Linked DNA regions of Mus musculus: regions 1, 2 and 4 are each linked to region 3. A link is a contact called in public HiCAR-type, Micro-C and promoter capture Hi-C data. All regions are on one chromosome and are shown on one strand. Each heading gives the region's core, a stretch centred on a gene start, on an enhancer-like site or on the middle of the called end of the contact. The rest is flanking DNA. Distances are from core to core; before and after follow the strand shown.

Region 1 (2,700 bases), core at 115-2,614, 1.5 Mb before region 3:
GCAAGAGTACAGGCTTGGAATCTCAGGGCCTTGGTGGGCAGAAATAGAAGGCTCCCTGCAGCTTGCTGCCTACCAGCCTAGCTCCAGGTTCTGAGTATCAGAAGTACATCATTCCGATCTATCAGGAGGCACAAGGACTCTGCTCTTTCCCAGCTGTCAGATAACGCGTATTTGTCTCTGTTTACCATAGGGTGGAAAGTTAGTTGACTGCTGGAATAGCTAATTTTATGTCAACCTGACACAAGCTGGAGTCTGGAGAGGAGGGACTGAGAAAACGCCTTCATAAAATCAGAATGTAGGCAAGCCACCAAGCAGCACCCTTCCACAGTCTGTTTATCAGCTCTGTTGCCAGGTTTCTGCCCTGTTTGAGTTCCTACCCTACTTCCTTCAGAGATGGGCTATGATGTGGAAGTGTAAGCCAAATAAGCCCTTTCCTCTCCAATTGGTTTTTGCTCGTGGTATTTCATCATAACAATAATAACCCTAATTAGGGCAGCTCCTGACTACCTACATAACAGGAAAGCAGGGCGGGGTCTCCATCCCCATCCCCCACCCCACCCCCTTTTAACTTTTTGTCTAGGGTAACACACAGTTCTACAAGATAGTAAAATAAAAACTGTCTTACCCTCCTTAGTCTCTTGAATTTGTTATTACATAGCAAGAGTCTTGCTTCTTACAGTGAGAAACATGAGGGGAAGGTAAAGATGTACTAGGACAGCCTAGTCCTCTGGCCAGGTGTCAAGTCCCACACAGGTGGATACCCCCAATGCACACAGGACAGATGACCACTTCTGACCAGCGTGCCTGTCTGGCTGCTGTAATACTTCTTTGCAAACTGCTCTGTGATCTCTTTCTGACTGTCTCCCACTCCCCCACCTTTAACTATTCTGTGAGTTAATCCTGTTTCTTTTGACTACAGCTTTGATACGACAGTAATGAACACTTATTACAGGAGTGAGAAAAATGGGTAAAAGCCAGGCATGGCGGTGCACGCCTGTGATCCCAGCCCCTGGGGAACTGTGGCAGGAGGATGAACAATTCCAGACCAGTCTGAGCTACATTAAGCAACCAACCACGTTAGAGTATTAAGACAAGCCTGTCACAGGGTTGCTCAAAGAAGCTAGAGGAGCTGGTATTATCCTTAGAGCCAGTTCTCAGCTGGTTTTCTTCATTCTAATAACCAGCATTTGGGGGTGAAGATGGACGCTGGGACATCTACCCCACAAAGCCACGCTAGTTCCAAACTAGCTCCGTGGAAATCAGCGAGCAAAGAAGTGCCCGAAGGCGACCCAGTTCTACCCAGTCCCCAGTCTGGAGCTGCGGGGGCGTGTCTGTCACGTGAAAGTGGCGTGGTGGCGTAGGCGCTGAGCTGCGCAGGCGCGGGGAGACCTTAGTCTCACCCGCCCTCAAAACTGCACTACAACCGAGGAGGCACCTGCGTCCGCTGGCGCAGCTCAGGGGCCAGTGAGGTCCACGGAGGCGGGGTCCTTGGGGCGCAGGTGAGGATCGAGGCAGGCCAGGGACCGCGGAGACTAGATGCTGGATAGAGGATGTGACCCGATCCTCTCCAGGTACCGCTCTCCGATGTGCCCTCAGCCCACCACAGCGATCAGGACAGACTCCACGCTTGGGGCCCAGAGACCCCTGTCCCGGAATGGCGCTGGCGGCACCCAGCAGTCTGAATCGTTGGGACAGAGGACAGAAAAACTCTTGCCCACCCAGATGTTTGAATTGTTGGGACAGAGAACTGAAGGAAAAAAAAAAAAAAACAAAAACGTTTGCCCACCTCTCAGGAAGGGGCATCCACCCAACATGGGCTAGGCTGAAGGCTGCCAGGGGTGGCCGTGGCTATCCAGTTTCGGTATTGGGGTGTCCTGTGAGGAAGTCTCTGAGATACCTGCTCCTCCTTCTCTTCTAAGGGTTACAAACCTTTGCCTTAGAAAGCTCCGTTGTAAATTTCAAACCGCTGCTGAGGTGTGGTAATGAGATAATCAGAGCTCCAGGACAGCCCATCCTCCGAATTGTTAGGTTGTTGGAGTTGGTGAAAATGGCCCAAGGGAGAGCAAAGTTAAGGTCCAACCTGGCAGGGTTTGCATGGGAAGGTGACAATCCGAGTCTCGCTGCCACCGTGCCTCCAATGTTTTCACAGCCCTGTTACCTAGATTTTTGGTTTTATTTTTACTTCAACATTTCTTGTCTTGGAACTTGGTAAATGATTTATGTGAAAAGAAAATACTCATTGGATGTTTTGTTTCGAGACAGGGTTTCTCTGTGTACCTCTGGCTATCCTGGAACTCATTCTGTAGACCAGGCTGGCCCCAAACCCAGAAATCCTCCTGCTTGTCATGGAGCCCTGCTAATAGAATCTGGGTCCTCACAAGATACTCATCAGAAAATCCTTTGTTTCAAATATTTGGGGTGATCAATGAGTAATCCAGAAATAAGTAAGAATTTAACATCTCTGGCAGTCTTTGCAAAGAGCTTATAGCATCTTCAGTGATTCATCTCTGTAGAAGGTGATTAGGAAATTGTTCCCATTTTGCTAATGTGAAACATGGCTGGTCCAGGCTCATGCAACTTGGTTCTTCTCGTCCGACCTTTCCTTGGTGTCCTTCCTTATAAGGGATGGCATTTACCTGAGACCCTTTGTGTTGTCCCTGAAGGGGTACAAAGCACTCTACCCCACCTCTTTCCCCTTTT
Region 2 (2,700 bases), core at 196-2,695, 1.3 Mb before region 3:
GAGACACCTAGGTATCTATGTAATGCTCATGCATGACTGTGATCATATCCTAATGCCAAAGTTTTTTTTTTTTCTTTTTCTTTTGAAAAATTATTTTTTTTGGTTTTGTGGTTTTTTTGTTTTGTTTTGTTTTTGTTTTGGTTTCTGTTTTTTGAGACAGGGTTTCTCTGTATAGCCCTGGCTGTCCTGGAACTCACTTTGTAGACCAGGCTGGCCTTGAACTCAGAAATCTGCCTGCCTCTGCCTTCTGAGTGCAGGGATTAAAGGCATGTGCCACCACTGTCTGGCATGTGCAATGGTATTTTGCTGACATGAATGTCTGTGTGAGGATGATGAATCCCCTGGAACGGGAGTTACAGACAGTTGTGAGCTGCCATGTGAATGCTGGGAATTGAACCTGGGTCCTCTGAAAGAGGAGCCAGTCCTCTTATCTACTGAGCCATCTCTCCAGCCCTAATTTTTTTCTTAACTGTTTAGTTTCATGTGAAAACTGCCTTGTCAACCTGACAGCTCATTCAAAGGATTGTGTAGGTCTTTCCACAATCTATTGCAAATAAATGTCTCTGTTGATATTTTGGTAAAGATCCAACAGCAGACAGGAGGAATGTCAAGGTTGTTTTCCAAATGGCAGCTGCAGGCAGTAGAGATGGACATCTTACCCATATCTATAGCTGCTAATGATAATGCAGAACCCGATATTTCCACAGTGTGCAAGGCACACACCATATATGGAGCTCATAATAACCCGAGAGTTCAGGTTCATGATAATTAATTGGTTTTGGCTAATGATACATTGTCTGGGACCAACTGGCTGTTAGGAGTATAGAGTGTGTCTTCAATAATCCTATATGATGTTTCGTTTGGGGGTCTCTGAGGCAGATGTCACAACTCCTGTTTTGTAGGTGAGGAAACAAAGATCCACAAAGGTTGATCCAAATGCCCCTGGTGAAAAAAAATCAATTAGAAAAACACATGCCACTTTGTGGATTCAGCTGTTTTTTCCAAAAGCCTGACTCTTCCAAGGGCAAGTGGCACACTGATAACAAGCCCAGAGAGGGGACCTCCCCCTGCCCCCAGAGTGACTAGGGTGAGTCAGAGGAGAAAAAAAATGGGACCAGAAACAGTTGAGTTTCCTAATGTGCAAAAGTGACTATCTTAAGGTTCTAAACCAAGCACGATATCTTCTGCTTGCCCATGCAAGGAGGGAAATGGGGTATTGAAACAGTGTTACTGCTATACAAAGGCAGGCGTTTGGAGTGATTGTACTGTGAATACCTGGCAGCTCAGTAGTGAAATTGCAGCTAATTAATTTTGCCTGACTGTATGAAATCCTCTTCCCTCCTAATCCTCTCTTCGCTCTTTGCCAGATGAATGGGGTGGGGGCTGTGGATAGAAATGACATCTGTTACTTTTGAAGTAGCTTCTCTGTGTGGCTGCTTGGCATGTACCCCACAGTCCACCCCAGGTTTCCAAGCATCAGCATTTGCTTCATATGCAGCCTGGGTGGAAAGTGAGCTGGAGGCTCGTTCATTTCTAACAGAACTCCAGAGAGCTGAAAACAAAGGGTCTGCAGGAGAAAGGATATGGGAGTTTAAGAGTCTTGCTGTGCAGATTTAATGGAGAAATTCAGGGACTTTCCTTAGAACTGGAAAGGTTTTAAGAAGCCATCTATTCTATTTTATTTTGATGCTTTCTTATAAAAAGAGGCAATATTTTATTCAGTTTATACAGAGCCCTGGAAGCTGAACCTGGAAAAGAGATCTTGGGCAAGGACCCATGGGGCTCTTGCCCAGCTCTTGTTAAGAACTTGCAGTTAACTTCTGAGAATGACTTGTGCCTATAGCAAGGGGGCATAGCATTCTTTTCAAGCTATTTAAACTCAAACTGACCCACCGGATGCTCTGACTCATGGAGGAACTCCTGTTGGTTTAACGCTGGGATCTCAGCCTTAATTGTTGCTTGTACTCAGATCACAAGGCTTTCAAGGAAAGCGCTTATACCTTCTAAGCCATCTCAATTGCCCTCCCCCTATAGCATGAGTGCAACAGAAACTACATCTTTGGTTTCTGCCCTGGCCTCTTAGTACAGGCTTTTAGAATCAATACCATTCCATAATTTGAGTAATTTGAGTGAAAAAAATATTTAATATAGTAAGTCCCAGTCAGACATCACTAATGCTAATGAGGTGACACTTAATGGGTCTTGATGGCTCCAGGAAAGAGTAGTTGTCACAGAAACAAGTCATATGACTATAGGGTTGGGAAGTTCAGCTCCACTTTTTTTTTTAATTAGATATTTTCTTTATTTACATTTCGAATGCTATCCTGAAAGTTCCCTATACCCTCCCCCTGCCCTGCTCCCCTACCCACCCACTCCCACTTCTTGGCACTGGCATTGGGGCATATAAAGTTTGAAGACCAGGGGGCCTCTCTTCCCAATGATGGCCTACTAGGTCGTCTTCTGCTACAAATGCAGCTAGAGACACAAGCTCTGCGGGTACTGGTTAGTTCACATTGTTGTTCTTCCTACAGGGTTGCAGACCCCTTCAGCTCCTTGGGTACTTTATCTAGCTCCTCCATTGGGGACCCTGTGTTCCATCCAATAGCTGACTGTGAGCATCCACTTCTGTGTTTGCCAGGCACTGGCATAGTCTCCCAAGAGAGAGCTATATCAGGGTCCTTTCAGCAAAATCTTGCTGGC
Region 3 (2,700 bases), core at 192-2,691:
AAGCCTCTTTCGTTTCTACCTTAGCCGAGAAATCTGGGTAGGGTGGGAAGCATCGCTTTACAGGACCAGCGTATGTATATCATGGTAGCCCTGGCTCTTGCCCGTTTCCTGTCTGTGCTATACCTGGTCCTCAGGGAGGTACCACAGTGTACCCGAGATTGGAAATACTCTGATCTCCCTCTACCAAAAGGAAGAAACCGGCTATGAAATTTAAGAGACTAGCCAGCATCTTTTCTCATCTTCGCCTCTCGCCTTGTTTCCCAGGGCGTACCTACATTTAAAGATAATACTTTTTAAAAGGTAAGTTAATGGCTTCGAGATCTGATCACAGAAAGGTCGTCTGCTTCAGCAGCAGCTCTCAGCAACTCCAAAGCAAAGGTGGTTCTCTGTCCAGCCGCACCGCGGCGGGGCAGGGGAGCTCAGAGGCGCCCTCCCACCTAACACGCCCGTGCGCATTCTCCCAGCAGCTTCAGTGTCTGACCCCGCAGGATCCACACCAGAGACCTGTTCACGGCTGCTCCACAGAGCTCCTAGTGCCGTACTTCTCCAACGGGGGTCCGCTTGGATCATTTATTTATCTAGCACACAGTAAGACAGCACCATTAGGTGTTGGTGGGAGGCGCAACTCTGCCCGAATCCCACCCTGTCCGCGGCGACTCTACACACAAACACACACACACATACACCCGAAGCCGCCTGGTTGAGTGCAAGAAAACGCTTGGAGCAGCGGTCACGACGTCCGGGACCCCTGTCGCTATCTCCCATTTTTGCTAGCCCGGGTCGGCCAGGCAGCGTCACCGGAGCTGTTTGGTATCCTCTGCGTGCTGGTCGGGGTGCGCCCCGGGGTACCCCGCTCCTGAGCGGCGGGGTAGCTTGCTGGAGTTTGACTCACGGTGGCGGCGGCAGTAGCGGCGCAGAGCCGCGGGCGGCGGGAGCGAGGCGAGCCCGGTCGCTCGCCCTCCGCGCTGCTCTAGGATTGGTTTCTCCCGGAGAGCGTTGACCGAGGGTTGGCTGCGGGCCGGCTGAAGAACAGGTGCACCTCATCGCCCAGGCTCGCCGAGTAACCACCGTGCAACGCTGCGTACGGGCTGGGCGAGGGGCTGCTAGGTTGGCCCCCTGTGTCGGAATGCGGCTTGTCGGCGCCCAGCATCCAGCTACTGCTCGCCGGGGCCCCTGAGGGTGACGTGAGGATTTGAGGTGGGGACAGCGGCGGTGCGGCCGGACGCCCCAGGGAGCGGGCCGGGCGCGGCGCACCGAGGATGCCGGCGAGGCTGGAGCGCACACAGGCGGCGGGCAGCATCAGCACCAGCGGCAGCATCAGCATCAGCATCCAAGGCAGCATCAGCATCAGCATCAGCGGCAGCATCAGCACCACCGGCAGCCGAGGGACCCCGTCGCGCAGGAGGCACCTAGGCGGGCTGCAGACTCGCCCCGCCGCTCCCTGACCGGCCGGCGGCGCCCGGGCCGGTCTCGCCCCTCTACCGAGCGCCTCGCCGCCCCCTCCCCGGCCCGCGTCCCCTCCCCCGTCCTCTCCTCCCCGCCCGCCGCCCGCCTCTCGGGGGGAGGGGCGTGGGGGCAGGGAGCCGATTTGCATGCGGCCGCCGCGGCCGCTGCCTGAGCCGGAGCCCGCCGCCGCCGGAGCCCGCGCCCGCGCCCGCGCCCGGCCCGCGCGGCCCCATGCCTCTGGCGCGGCCCTCGGGGGGGCGAAGGTGAAGATCGGCTCCTAGGATGAGTGAAGGGGCGGCCGGTGCCTCGCCACCTGGTGCCGCTTCGGCAGCCGCCGCCTCAGCCGAGGAGGGCACCGCGGCGGCTGCGGCGGCGGCGGCGGCGGGCGGGGGCCCGGACGGCGGCGGAGAAGGGGCGGCCGAACCTCCCCGGGAGTTACGCTGTAGCGACTGCATCGTGTGGAACCGGCAGCAGACGTGGTTGTGCGTGGTGCCTCTGTTCATCGGCTTCATCGGCCTGGGGCTCAGCCTCATGCTGCTTAAATGGATCGTGGTAGGCTCCGTCAAGGAGTACGTGCCCACGGACCTGGTGGACTCCAAGGGAATGGGCCAGGACCCCTTCTTCCTCTCCAAGCCCAGCTCTTTCCCCAAGGCTATGGAAACCACCACAACAACCACTTCTACCACGTCCCCCGCCACCCCCTCTGCCGGCGGCGCCGCTTCTTCCAGGACGCCTAACCGGATTAGCACCCGCTTGACCACCATCACACGGGCACCCACCCGCTTCCCTGGGCACCGGGTTCCCATCCGGGCTAGCCCGCGCTCTACCACAGCACGGAACACTGCTGCCCCTCCGACGGTCCTGTCCACCACGGCCCCTTTCTTCAGTAGCAGCACGCCCGGCTCCCGACCCCCGATGCCAGGAGCCCCCAGTACGCAGGCGATGCCTTCCTGGCCCACTGCGGCGTATGCTACCTCCTCCTACCTCCACGATTCCACTCCCTCCTGGACCCTGTCACCCTTTCAGGATGCTGCTGCCGCCTCTTCCTCCTCACCCTCTTCCACCTCCTCCACTACCACCACCCCAGAAACTAGCACCAGCCCCAAATTTCGTAAGTAGACGCCTGGCCATGCCGTGCTTCACTGCCAAGTTTTTTTCTGCTCTCCAGCTTTCCTTTCTGCTGGTTGTCACTTCCCCATGCACGTTTGGGGCAGAGTGTGAGGCTATGATTAAAACTAGCCTCAAGGGGGCCAA
Region 4 (2,700 bases), core at 34-2,533, 1.5 Mb before region 3:
GCTGCACTCCCCAGGATAATTCAAGACCTGGTGCCCACACATCAGACACCCAATCATGCATTTTGGTTAGTTAGAGGTGACAATATGGACAGGTTTCCTTGCCAGAGAGGTCCTTGAGCTATCTGGCATATTCTAGAAACAGGCTACATCCCCATTGTTAAATAACCACAACTAGCAGCAGAAAGGTACATTCTATTTCCAGATTTTCTTTTTCTCTTTACAATGAACTTAACCTGTTGGCTGCGTGTGTTAAAAACATAGCCCCAGTCTTATGCCACTTTTGTATAGCCCAAGAGGAGCAGATCTGTCCCTCAGCTCCCGCAAATCTACACGAGTTTACCAAGCAGGACAAGGTTATGCTTTGCTCTATTGACAAGCAGATCTAGGCTGGGACGAGATCGGCCTTTTTATCACAGCAGTGTGGACAGCACTGTAAATCTATCTGCCTGTCCTGTGACCTTCCACTTCCAAGAATCAGCCCAGCCATCTCCTCAGCATAAAGGTGATGAGCAAATCTCAGCAGGACATCCAAAGGAAGCTTGGTATTTTTAGCACCGAGACTGGAAGGAGCGAGTGTTTACGGCTCAGCTGTAAAGAAATCTCAACCACCGTTTCTAGAAAACTACCCGCACACACTGGCTCCCAAGGCTGGGCAGGAATGCCTTCCATCTTAAAACCAGCCATTTCACCAATCTTCTTCCACCTCTCAGCCACCTCGAGCATCCCTTGACACAGGCATCTTGTAACTCGCATTTCTCCCTGGCTCGGCTCCCGCCGGGTTAAGAGCTAATACCAGAGGAGCATTTGCGCGGCGTAACTTGGCCGAGCGCTCAACTCTGCGGCCACAAGCGATCGACTTCGCCAGCGTCCGGGAGCCACAGAGAGGGCGGAACCGGGTAAATCCCGTTTGGGGCACCGCCCAGAGCCGGACAAAGGGGCGGGTCAGCGATCCGCCTCATTACCTATGGATGACCATTTGTAGGGCGGGGTGCACGGTAGGGGGTGGAGCACGGCGACCCGGGGGCGGAACACAGGCGGGGCGTAGAGAAGGCGTGGTGATCAATGTGGGAGGGGCAATCAGCGGTGGGATGTGGGCTGATAGCACAGTGGGGCGGAGCGAGCGGTGAGAGCCAGGCCTGGGTGGGGGGGAGGAGCGAAAGATGGGGCGGTTCCTGCATGGGGAGGAGCAAAGAGCGGGGGCGGGGCTTGGGTGCGCCAGACGCACTGGGCGGCTGAGCGGTGCGAGGAAGCGGCGCCTCTTTTTTCGCCGCGGCCCCGCCCCTCCGCGCCCCGCCCCCGCCGCTCGGACGGCCCGAGTCGCGCCCTCCCGCTCGGAGCTGCTGAACTTGCTCTAACTTCCTCGGCCAACCGGGCCGTGCTGCCGCCGCTGCTGCCGCGCCCGGGTAAGTAGAACGCGTGGCCTCGCTGAAGCGTCGGGCCTGTCTTTATTGTCTCGGGCCGGCCCTCGTGAGCGTCCTCTCGGGACAGCGGCTGCTCCCCGCGTTCCTGCTCGGCCCCTGGACTCCCTTGGCTGGCGGGGGCGGCCCCGCGGGTGGCGCGGGCTTTGTCTGCTGAGACCGCCCGCGAGCTCTGGAGGCCGCGGCCGGGACCCCGCTGAGCCGAACTGGGGCGCTGTATCGAGTGGGAGGCGCGGCGGGCTACCCGGAAGGTGTGTCTGCTCCCGGCTGCTGCCTGGGCTCTGTCGGTCCTCACCTGCGAACCCAGCGGAAGGCTCTTTATTCAGCTCCGGTCCCGGATGAGGGGACGGTCGCCCAGCCCCCACCCACCCTGAATGTGCACGCTGTCGCGGGGTCCCACGCTGTCCGGCAAGAGTTTAAGGAGGTGGCGATCCTGGCTTCTCGGTGCTAGTCGCTAAAGGCTGTGTTTGGGAGCAGAGCCCGACCCCTGACCTAGCCCGAGGTTTGGCCAAGTTGTGATTCTGGCTCAGCCTAGGTTGGAGCTCCTGTATTCCCTTCCCTCCCGGGCGTGCAGTGCAGAGGGTGGGCAGAGTGCACATTTGGGGACTTCGGCCCCTGAACCACTGAAACTCCTGTCTGGAGGACTGAAACTTGGTCTCCAGTGAGAGGCAGTCAGAATCCTCAGAACTCAGTGTCTTCAGCCAGTGCCTGCCCGGAGCTGGTTGCAGAGCCACGGTGACTGTATCAGGACACTGGTGTTCTGGGACATCGAGATGTGTTGGGCAGCGTGTGCAGGACGCTGGGCTGGAGCCTGTAGCAGGTGTGATCTCAGCTCTCTAGGTGGTCACCCCAACGGACTGGTGGATTTAGGTCAGTTGCCTGCCAAATCCTACACAGTTGTGGCTGTCAAGGGACAGTTTCCACACAGCCCCTTGGCTTCTGAGTAGAAGTTGGTGCCTGCTGAGTGCTTCCTTATTTATGAAAGGAAATCTGGGGCCCCACATTCTAACAGCTCAGAGGTTGCTGGAGACACCCTTTCTCTCAAAACTCCTCCTGGGCCCTAAAACCCTTAGAATGAAGCCCAGACTTCTGCTCTCTGGCTCCTCCCTTAGCTGTCCCCAAGTCTTTTTTTTTTTTTTTTTTTTTTTTTTTTTTTGGTGTCAGGGTCTTGTGTAACCCAGGGTTGCCTTGAATTCATGATTCTTCTCAGTCTCTTGAGGTGGAAACCTATGTCACTAGATGTATTTTACCCTTACTGTGTGTTTGTTATACACCTTTAGTT

Evidence for each region. Promoter capture Hi-C pulls out the DNA fragments that hold promoters and counts their contacts. A called contact is a pair of places that touch in the nucleus more often than the background predicts. HiCAR-type assays count read pairs that join an accessible place to other places.
Region 1: a contact with region 3 is called in a HiCAR-type map of astrocytes, with 6 times the contacts expected there. The contact joins the promoter of Prxl2a here to the promoter of Nrg3 in region 3. A contact is called at or near these places in 16 of 39 promoter capture datasets (the 3T3-L1 cell line, HPC-7-derived erythroid cells, cranial neural crest and 9 more), 1 of 484 Hi-C or Micro-C datasets (embryonic stem cells) and 5 of 115 datasets of contacts at active chromatin or transcription factors (astrocytes, embryonic forebrain, embryonic stem cells and 2 more).
Region 2: a promoter capture Hi-C map of hippocampal neurons shows a contact between it and region 3, with 2.9 times the contacts expected there. The contact joins the enhancer-like site here to the promoter of Nrg3 in region 3. A contact is called at or near these places in 7 of 39 promoter capture datasets (the 3T3-L1 cell line, the C10 cell line, cranial neural crest and 4 more) and 2 of 115 datasets of contacts at active chromatin or transcription factors (forebrain and stem cell-derived neural progenitor cells).
Region 4: a contact with region 3 is called in a Micro-C map of embryonic stem cells, with 3 times the contacts expected there. The contact joins the promoter of Tspan14 here to the promoter of Nrg3 in region 3. A contact is called at or near these places in 5 of 39 promoter capture datasets (cranial neural crest, embryonic stem cells, frontonasal cranial neural crest and 2 more), 3 of 484 Hi-C or Micro-C datasets (cerebral cortex, cortical neurons and embryonic stem cells), 11 of 115 datasets of contacts at active chromatin or transcription factors (astrocytes, differentiating embryonic stem cells, embryonic forebrain and 7 more) and 2 of 9 other capture datasets (embryonic tail and embryonic trunk).

What each region holds. Positions count from the first base shown.
Region 1 is chr14:41,012,497-41,015,196 of GRCm38.p6, reverse strand. Prxl2a (peroxiredoxin like 2A) reads left to right here and starts at 1,364. Exons shown (of 6, transcript NM_027464.4): 1 at 1,364-1,499.
Region 2 is chr14:40,767,941-40,770,640 of GRCm38.p6, reverse strand. No RefSeq gene overlaps it. Among named protein-coding and RNA genes, the nearest start is that of Sh2d4b, 120 kb to the left of the region's middle. Within about 2 kb of position 1,445, at least 3 of the 459 cell types and tissues checked have an H3K27ac peak or open chromatin away from gene starts, as enhancers often do. A contact at or near this core is called in hippocampal neurons, where this site is marked.
Region 3 is chr14:39,471,829-39,474,528 of GRCm38.p6, reverse strand. Nrg3 (neuregulin 3) reads left to right here and starts at 1,441. Exons shown (of 10, transcript NM_008734.3): 1 at 1,441-2,557. The coding sequence starts at 1,729. LOC432842 (a long non-coding RNA gene) reads right to left here and starts at 2,100. Exons shown (of 1, transcript NR_131973.1): 1 at 1-2,100.
Region 4 is chr14:40,965,479-40,968,178 of GRCm38.p6, reverse strand. It overlaps Tspan14 (tetraspanin 14), which reads left to right and starts at 1,283. Exons shown (of 9, transcript NM_145928.2): 1 at 1,283-1,403.